3 separate regions of the Anser cygnoides genome follow, and all the other regions are linked to region 1. The links are chromatin contacts, called in public Hi-C maps. All regions are on one chromosome and are shown on one strand. The core of a region is the stretch at or near the end of the contact, and the rest is flanking DNA. Distances in the headings are between cores, read along the strand shown. Region 1 has its middle 36 kb from the start of BCL6. Region 2 overlaps LPP (LIM domain containing preferred translocation partner in lipoma). Region 3 overlaps LPP (LIM domain containing preferred translocation partner in lipoma).

Evidence for each region. A called contact is a pair of places that touch in the nucleus more often than the background predicts.
Region 2: a contact with region 1 is called in a Hi-C map of liver, with 2.9 times the contacts expected there. The contact joins two enhancer-like sites. A contact is called at or near these places in 2 of 7 Hi-C or Micro-C datasets (both in liver).
Region 3: a Hi-C map of liver shows a contact between it and region 1, with 1.7 times the contacts expected there. The contact joins two enhancer-like sites. A contact is called at or near these places in 2 of 7 Hi-C or Micro-C datasets (both in liver).

Annotation. Positions count from the first base shown.
Region 1 is chr9:16,302,949-16,306,120 of Taihu_goose_T2T_genome, forward strand. It overlaps the pseudogene LOC136791464. Among named protein-coding and RNA genes, the nearest start is that of BCL6, 36 kb to the right of the region's middle. Within about 2 kb of position 1,458, at least 2 of the 3 cell types and tissues checked have open chromatin away from gene starts, as enhancers often do. A contact at or near this core is called in liver, where this site is marked.
Region 2 is chr9:16,017,304-16,020,026 of Taihu_goose_T2T_genome, forward strand. All of the region lies in intron 7 of LPP (LIM domain containing preferred translocation partner in lipoma), which reads right to left. Among named protein-coding and RNA genes, the nearest start is that of LPP, 170 kb to the right of the region's middle. Within about 2 kb of position 1,403, at least 1 of the 3 cell types and tissues checked has open chromatin away from gene starts, as enhancers often do. A contact at or near this core is called in liver, where this site is marked.
Region 3 is chr9:15,962,918-15,965,966 of Taihu_goose_T2T_genome, forward strand. All of the region lies in intron 8 of LPP (LIM domain containing preferred translocation partner in lipoma), which reads right to left. Among named protein-coding and RNA genes, the nearest start is that of LPP, 230 kb to the right of the region's middle. Within about 2 kb of position 1,559, at least 1 of the 3 cell types and tissues checked has open chromatin away from gene starts, as enhancers often do. A contact at or near this core is called in liver, where this site is marked.

The DNA.
Region 1 (3,172 bases), core at 208-2,707:
AAGAGGGGACCTCTGGACTGCGTAAGTGAAGCCCTGATTTGATGCCGCATTTCCTGGGCAAGTTGTGTAACCGTGTGACGGTTGTGTGCCCCCCCCTCCCACCCACCCACCCCGTGATGGGAGCAGGGGAGCAGGAACCTCTTCGTATGATGCTTCACTTTGGATGGAGGACTCTGGAGGAATCTCCACCGTAAAGCTTGTCACAAAGCGTGTCACAGGAAGCCCTTTGTCTCCAGGTCCAGCTTTTTAATAATAAACTAACTGCTTTGCAGAGCTTGTTTCCTAGACAGAGCACCAAGAAGGTATCATGACTGCCTGTGTACTAAACTCACCTTCCCCATGGCACACCTTGTCCTATTGGTAGCAGGACAGCACTGTCAGCCCCACCGAGGCAGGGGAAGCTGAGCACTGTGCATGCTGCAGTAAGGCAGAGGCAGATCCAGGCACTGCTGGCTTTCTAGCACCTGTGCCTCAACTGCGAGGCCAAATTAGTACTGAAGGGACCTGTATTTTACTGCCCCCTTCTTCTGCATTAATTAAAACACATCACTGCACACTTAAGCGATTTAAATGTTTTGGAACTAGTCTCGGGACAGCCAAGGGCATTCAAAGTGAAGGGAAGGCTGGCAGCTTGCCTTCGGCTCGCTGGCTTGCCTGTCTATCACCAGCACACGTCATGCATTACAAAACCGTGAGATCTCTGCAGATCCAGCAGCAACACTATGCAGGAGAGAGCAAGGCTGAAGTCAGAAATCCCTGGTCTTCCTGGGGCTCCATCACACAGACTGGCTGCCAACATCTCCAGTGACCTTTTTTCTTTTTCATTTTTTTTTTAACACCTCTCCTCTATGAAAAGCTCGTGGAAACTGCTACTGTAACAAGTACTCCACCACCATGGCTAATGGAAAGCCCTGCTAGACCTGGGAATTAGAATATATTCTTTCCTCTTGGGGATTTTTTTGGAGCTATCCAGGGCAAGAAAGAGGGAATTAACAGCACGTTAAATAAAATACAGGGCTTGCAAATACTGTGTTTAACCCCTGAGGTCATACTGAAGGTCAGGGTATAAGCGAACATTCCCCCGAAAGTCTGTTTGCCTTTCCATCACCTATCAGCTGGCTGCGGGAGGCTGCAGGAGAAGGGACCTCGGGTGACCTCCAGAGCTACTTGTGTGCTGTGGACTCCAGGCAGCAGACAGCTGACTACAGTCTAGAATGGAAATGAAGGACTAATTTGCCCAGGGACATTCCCTTTTGTATTTTAAAGTAATGCAAAGTGCCTTTTCACTTTCAGCTCTGGATTTTAAGGCCTAAGATGAAGAGTCACCAACATTAGATCCACACCATCACAATTGTAACATCAAAACAAGCGCTGTATTAAAAATAAACACAGCCGGCATTCACTGGCATGATTAAAATGCATACATATGGGTGAGGTCATTGTAATAAAGGCCTTATGCACAAACATGTGCATTTCTTACCATGGCCCTAGGCTCAGAGCAGGAACACTATGCATCCACAACTACCTGCTCTTGTGCAGTTGCATCAGCCCAGGCTCTCCAGCTGTTCAGAACATCTACCACAAGTGTCCTTATCACATCCATGTGCACTGACCTCCCCTTAACCCTCACAAAGACTAGAAAAATCACAGCCATGGTTTACTGCATTAGCAGAACATCTCTGATCACCAGCAGCCCACTATGTCAGGGTTCTGCATCTCCTCTGTCAATCATGTAAAGGCACATGCCGATGCCACTTGGAAATAAGTCCATGAAAATATTTCCTTTCTCCTACCTGTGTGCCTGGAAGAAGCTTCACCAGCCAAATGAAAGTAAACAGGACTTTCCAGAATGACATGAAAATCTGCAAAGCCATTAGTGTCCATCTACACACTAATGCAGATCTTCTGTAAGTCACTTGAAAAAACAAAGCAGGACTTCTAAAAAGTCCTGACCTTATGTACCTTCCTAGCTCATGTTGCATCAATGTTCCCATGCCTCCAGTTATTACCTGCCAAGCCTCCACAGCTCGGGTGAAACACCCCCTTCTCTGGCAAGCCCCTATAGCAGGCAGCAAAGCCGGCACGTGAGTCCCACCGAAGGCTCTCCTCTGTTTTGGGTGCCTCCCCGTGGGTGCTGCACCATCCAGTTGCCCCATGCTGCAGCTCCCAGTGGTGCTGGTGAGGCACCCAGACAGCACTCCAGAGAGAGGTCAGCTCTGGGAAAGGTTTTTGGAGGAAGTCTTCAAGTGGCTTTGGTCTGTTGGTCCTAGGCTTGCAGGTATCATGACTGCAGAGGCCCTGCCTGACTCTGGAGCAGTCCTGGGCCTCCACTGACCATACCAGTGACCATGAGGATCCCAGTGCTCCCCAGTACTGCAGAGAGAAATGTAACTGGGATGTTTGTCCTCAGACTGAGGTGACTGCTTCAACCTCAACAAATGGTGATTTTTGCATTACTCATCTTACTGGTGTCTCTCATACCCAGAAGAAACTCCAGCCTGCACCTCCTCCCAGCAGGCAGAGACAGCCATTAGCTGCCTCAAAGGAAAACCTCATCTTCCTCTTCGGGGAAGTCAATGTTGCTCAGAGCCCGGTGGAGGCTGTTTACTGACTTCGTTTCTTTCTTGATACCTGAGAGCTCTTTGGGAATGTCTCTGCTTGTGACATTTCTAAAGAGATGTCTGGGAACAAGCAGGAAAACAAAGCTTACTATGACTTTTGCAAAGTCCTGAACGAAGGGATCGGGGAGGACGGTGTGAGGAGACAACGCTGTCTCCTGAAGGAAGGAGTCACCGAGGCCCCAGAAGACATGAGAAGAAGTACATCTGCCCAAACGCTGGGGAGTGTTTCCACACACGACATGTGTTGTAATGCCTGCCAGGCCGTGGGGCAAGAGGAGTGGGGCCGGGCAGCCCACACGGGTGGCACGCAACGCAGAGGTGCAAGGCCCATGTGCCCGAGGCAGAGGCACCCGACACACGTGGGAGGCTGAGTGACAAAATCACTGCTGGGGGACCGTCACCAAAAGCTGTCCTGGCAGCACCTCTCTTCCTCCCCTGGCCACCACTGGGCTCTCTCAGATGACTGACAACCAGAGATTTGGGTCGGCTTCTGGCCTCCTCTGATTCCTTTGGTGCCGGCACCAATGGATCTTGGCCTACAAAGTTGAACC
Region 2 (2,723 bases), core at 153-2,652, 290 kb before region 1:
AACTACCCCAGAACGTCACAGATCTATGTCCAAAGCCCTCCTTTACAATGAGCTGCATTTCTGTGCATCAGCTCTGCTTCAGCTTTTCATTTGTAGAACAGAAGAAGAATCAAATCTCTCCTTCCTTAAGGCATTACAAAGATAAATGTGCGAAATCTGCAACAGCTTACGCAAACTGGCACCAGGAAGCAACCAAGATAAACTTGTAAAGGCCATACTATAAATGCTAGGGCTCCCTAGAATATTTAAGCCTTCACCTTTCAAATGTATTTAGAAACTGCAACCACAGAAATTAGTTGCCCTCCTCTTTTCAAGAGCACAACTCAACAGGAACTCACATCAGCAGCATCAGTGCCAGCCCTTTGGTGGTCTCTGGATAGAGTTAAGCTGAAAGGCAACTATCGAGGCAACGCTCTCCTTGCTGCAGGCGTAACACACAAAGCACAAAATCATCACTCCCATTGTGGTGGGAATGGCCTGGGGCAGACATCCAGTGCAGGCACAGTGGGAGCAAAGTCCCAAGTGATGCATTGCCATGCAGGTGTTTCTCTAAGTTGCTGTGCTGTTCCCTTGGCTCTGAGCTATTTCCTTTCCCTGACTGGGAGGGAAACGCAGCTGGTTCCTAGGGTGTGCAGAGGAGAAACAGCCAACACAAAAGGAACAGCAACCATCAAGAGCAGAGCAAAGGAAGCCTCATTTCCTATGGACTTGTGCCTTGCATCTTGAGCAGACTGACCCTTCCTGTTCTCCTTCCTTACCTCTCCTGACCGCCCCTCCTGCTTCCCTTCTCCTAGAATTAGCCTTGGCACTTATCTGTGTGTATCAGCCAAACAATCCGCCTTTCAGGTCAGGGATCCTGGTTACAGTACAGATTGGAAGAGCAAAAGTTCAGGTTGACACGCAGTGGGCTTGGAGCTTGGAGCTCCCTGCGTGTGCCTGGGGCCAGCCCATGGGCCATGGGGAGGTGAGGAGGACCAGCTCCACACCGCAGCTCCCCGAGGGACACAGGTCTGCTCCCTCCTCCCCAGCCACTGATTTTTACATGCACGTACCCCTCCCTCAGACCCTTGAAAGCAGATGCTGGACTCAATTTGTACATCTGGAGGAGCCAATTGACAGACATTGATGGTGGGAAGAAATAATCCATGTGCTTTCATTTCCAAATGTGCCAGCTATTTCTTTGCAGAGGGCAAAAAAATCACTGATTTGTGCCACAGGACTAAGTGCAACTTCATAAAATTCCTTCAGAATTACACAGGTGGGGAAAACAACTTCCCACTCCTCAAGTGCTGGTGACATCAGTGATGCTATAGGTCCAGGGGGCTACAGATTTCTGGGCCTGGGGGTTTGAATCCTTCAGGATTTACTCACAAGACACGGCAGCAAGATCACAAAACTGTAGCTGTGTATCAAGCAACACCCTCCAACAGAAGAAAGCTAAGGGTTTTTATTGCCTCTGCCCGGTTCACACACTCTGAGAGAGACACTGATGTATCACCCCACACCTGAGACCCCTCTCTGTGCCTCTTGAGAGGAGATGTCCCCATGTACTCTCTGTCCCTCAATCCACACGTGCTACAAGAGGAGGATAAATCAGTGACATGGTGGCGGGGAGCCCACGGTCTGCCCTCAGCTCCTCTGGTGACCCTGCACAAACCAAGTCATCTCATCTCCCAGTGCCTCGGTCTCTCCCTCACCTGGGAAAGAGCATGCTTCTGTACTTCACAGGGCTGTCGCAGTGGTAAATCTAATGCCGCCGAAGCACTCAGATGCATCGACCTGTGTAAGGATGCGAGCAGAGCCAGTGGCCCGGCGAAGCGCAGGTCTCTGCCCCAGCGGCGGCTGCACTTTGCTGGCCGGACACGTGGACAGCTTGTGAAGCGCGCTGGGTCCCTTTGAGATGAGTGCCAAACCACTGCGAGTGCCAAACACTGAGGATGGGGAAATGATGACAGGCTTCCTGAGCTGATGGTATACAGCAGCCTGGTCCCATTGTGGGGAAAAAGATAGAAAACAAAACACAACAATAGGTAGAAGGCCTTGAACAGCTCTAGAAAGCAAGAGCCCAGCTCTCAACCACTCACAACAAAACAATCACGAATGCAGAAGGAAAAAAGACCAAATTATGAGGTACTATTTGTTTTTTTATCACTGATCCCAAAGTAAATGTTTGCCTTTATCCACACACAAGTTTGAGATGCCTGCACAGATTTTAAAGTCCAATATATCCAACACCAGTCGTCATCTAGGTGGTGGAGCCAAGCACGTAGGCAGAAAACCCAAATGGATGCAGAAATTAAAAAAAAAAAAAAAGAGGGAAAAACAAACCTTCCCAAGATTTCTGTGAACTTGGTTATCCAGAAAAAAAGAAAAGCAGGAGTGGTGGTGTTTTATTTTCACTCTGATGATAGCACAACAGAAAGAAATAATACCCTGCAAAGGTCACTCTTATCCTGTTCATCTGTGATGAGCTGATAATCTTGGATCTTTTTAAATTTCCTTTAAAAACCTTCACGGACATGCTCTTATCAAAAGGATTATGCTTTAATACATACCAGCAGATGCAACCAATTCAAGCATCTGCTAATCAGAACAGTGTCAGCTCGCTGCACGCGCCGGCTGGAGCTGATGAACACAGGAAGGTTCCCCTGCTTGTACACGTAGGCCAAATCCAAACATCCATGAGCTCATCTGTTGGCTACGCCTCTCAACTCACACGTACG
Region 3 (3,049 bases), core at 309-2,808, 340 kb before region 1:
TGGAAGTGTTTCTGGTGCCCGACACAGCCCGGGGAGTTCGCTCTCCCGTCCTGTCCCGGCCGCCCTGCAGAGCTCTGTCCAATGCTGAAAGAGCCGCTGCCGGCAGCTGCGTGCGAGCCGCAGGGCTGCCCGGCCTCCTCCCCTCGTCTCTTCTCTCAACAGCTTTTGTCCCTTACATTTGTCCCTTACGTTTGTCCCTTACATTAATTCACAAAGCAGGAAGGATCTGAACAGCTGGAGCTCAGCTGAGCGGCAGAGTGGATGTTGGTGGCTAGCAAGAGCCATTTACAGTGGGGTGGCACTTAAAAAAGACATGCCTTTAAAGACTTGTCTGTGTTGAAGGAATGCCTTAGACCATAGACTTATCAGATTTTTCTCCATTTGTGCAGTTTGCATTACTTTTTTTGCAAGCTTCTCATCTACAGATAACACTGGTTGGGTTCACTTTCCCCTTCTCAGGGTTTAAGCGCAACATCTGGTTTCACAAGAGGGCAGGACAGACTAAAAAATAAGTTGATTAGCACCTCGCAGCACTTCGAATCACGTTAAAAAAAAACTAAACCAACAGTTGATGAAGACACTGATACGCCTTGCTGCCAGACATCTCAAAGGAACTTGGCTTTTTAAAAACCACTGAGCACCCTTTGACAACCAGAGTGGTTCAGTGTTTCAAGGTGAGCAGAAAAGCATGAGAGACATCCACATTCACTTAATTGCAAGCGAGGAAAATTAAAGTGAAGCAGAATACTTGTGTTTTGTAGGCACTAATACACTGAAAAAATCAGACATCTGTCCACAACTTGTCTGGCTGATACTGCCCTGCATCTTTTTAGCAAGTCCTCCTGGTAGCAGTTGAAGATTATATTCATTCCCCACTTTAAAAACCTTTTTTACAACCATACAGATGCACTAAGTCTTTAAGAGTGATTTGACCCAGGCCTCCCTTCTCTGTGACTCTCCTGCAGCCAGCTGTGGTCACAATTGCTGGAATGGCACCTGGCTTTGAAATCCCACCGCTGAAATCCAATTCTCACCTTTCAGAGTGACCATTATCTTCTCACTGTTTGAAATACTGCTGACTACTGATATGAAGCTGCAGGGTTCTGCCTGCAAGCCTCAGAAGAGCTCCTACTTGCACTTCTTTATAAAGGAGTTCCACTTCGTGGCTGCATTATCTGTCCAGATGCCATCACACAATAGTGCTAAAGAAAAATGAAACTCTCTTTGCAAGTATTTATTCCTAATTTACTAAGGGCTAGCAGGAACCAGTGACAAAACCCCCAAAAGTTCTCATTGAAATATTTCATTTACCTAACAGCTTGAAATCTCCAGGCTGAAGATTATGTGCGCACACAGGCTTGCGTGCTAAGTCTTCAATTAAAGAAAATAGAAAAGCCTTGCAGTTTAGCCACTGGGAGACTTTTAAGCATTCGCAGCCTCATCTCTTTGCACATGAAATGTTAATGGGGCAACCATGCGCGGCTGGCTCCACAGATCCTGCTTCAGATAGCAGTGGTTTTTTTGTGATACCTATCGCTGGGCTTTAGAGGTGAGGGGGCCTGTCCTGCTTCATAGCTGATGACACCTTGTCAGCATGCCACGTTCTCCACGTCAGTTCAGGAGTTCATTACATCTAGATAACACCCTTTTTGCTCTCTGGCTCATGTTTTTTTAATGCCATTCGCAAGGCGGTGATTCATCAGAGAAGATGGAGCGGTGCTCTGCAGCAGGCAGACAGCCTCCAGTTGATCTACTGCCCTGGTTGGAGTTCACCACAGGGCTTTTTATTTCATGTGTTTGTTTATTGCAGTTCCTGAAAGTCCGGTGCTGTTACAGAACAAGCTCATAACTGCACCTGACAGAGGGTCAGGGCTTGTCAGAATTGGTCTAATTTGTATGTTGTGTAAACAACATTAAGACTTTGGAAGTATAGTATTAAGCCTTCAGTTATTAAAATTATGTTTTAAAATATGCACGACTAGAGAGGCATTTGCAGAACTCGTTATTGTTAGCGTGGCTTGTAGCCAGCACAGACCTGCAGTCTGCTCTGCGCTGCTCGGTGTGCTGTTCCACACGCAGGATAGCAAGCTACTGGCGCTCTCTTAAGCCAAGTGTCATAGTTCACTGCACTCTGATGTGGAAATTAGTTTTCCGAGATCCTCTAGCAGTTACACAGAAAAGGCTTTATAGGTTTGCCTTGTAGTTTAAAGTAAACTCATCTGAGGCACTGGTGGTACTGAAAATGCTTTCAAGACCTACGAAGGGCCTTAGGCCTGATACAGAAGAGGTCAATCTCTGGGAACTCTTTGCATTAAACTTACATTACTTCTTTCACTTGGGCATGCTTGCTATGTCCTATTTTCCCTCCTTCAGCCTCAGTCCTGGTAGCATACCCTTTCCATGCTCTGCTTTAGGTACCCACAGAAAAACAGTTGTTGGGAGAACAAGACGAAGATTCTGCAAGAATATAGTCCAGAGTGTGCTGTATACACACATACAATACATACAGTATACAAACATACATAAAGTAGAGATATTTACAGACACACACACACGCACATAACAGCATCTGAATTATGAAGCTGTGCAGTTCAGTGAAGCTTGCTGGAAATGCTATGAGACCAGCATTTAGAAGATTGAATCACTCGTCTTGGTGCCTAACACAGATGCAGAAAATTGTATCTTGGGACTTTGTTTCTAAACTCATCTCGTATATAGAAGAGCATCCAGCTACTGGAACTGCGATCCTCTGAGACAGCAAGGCAAAAAGGAAGGAATGGCTCCGCACACTACACCAAGTGTGTACAGTTCTGCGCTGCTCGTTTCTGGAATTAGTGCAGGCATGTTTTACTGGGGCTCTGGTCAAGTATGAGAATGTAATTTGCAGGAAGAATAAAAAATACAAGGATGCAAAAGGCCTTTGATCTGACTCAGTTTCATTTCAGAGGAAAAAAAAGGTGCGTACTGTATCACAGGTGAAATTTTGGCTCGTTCAAAGTCAATGGGAGTTGAACAAAAGACCAGGTTTTCAAACTGTAATTTCTCCTCA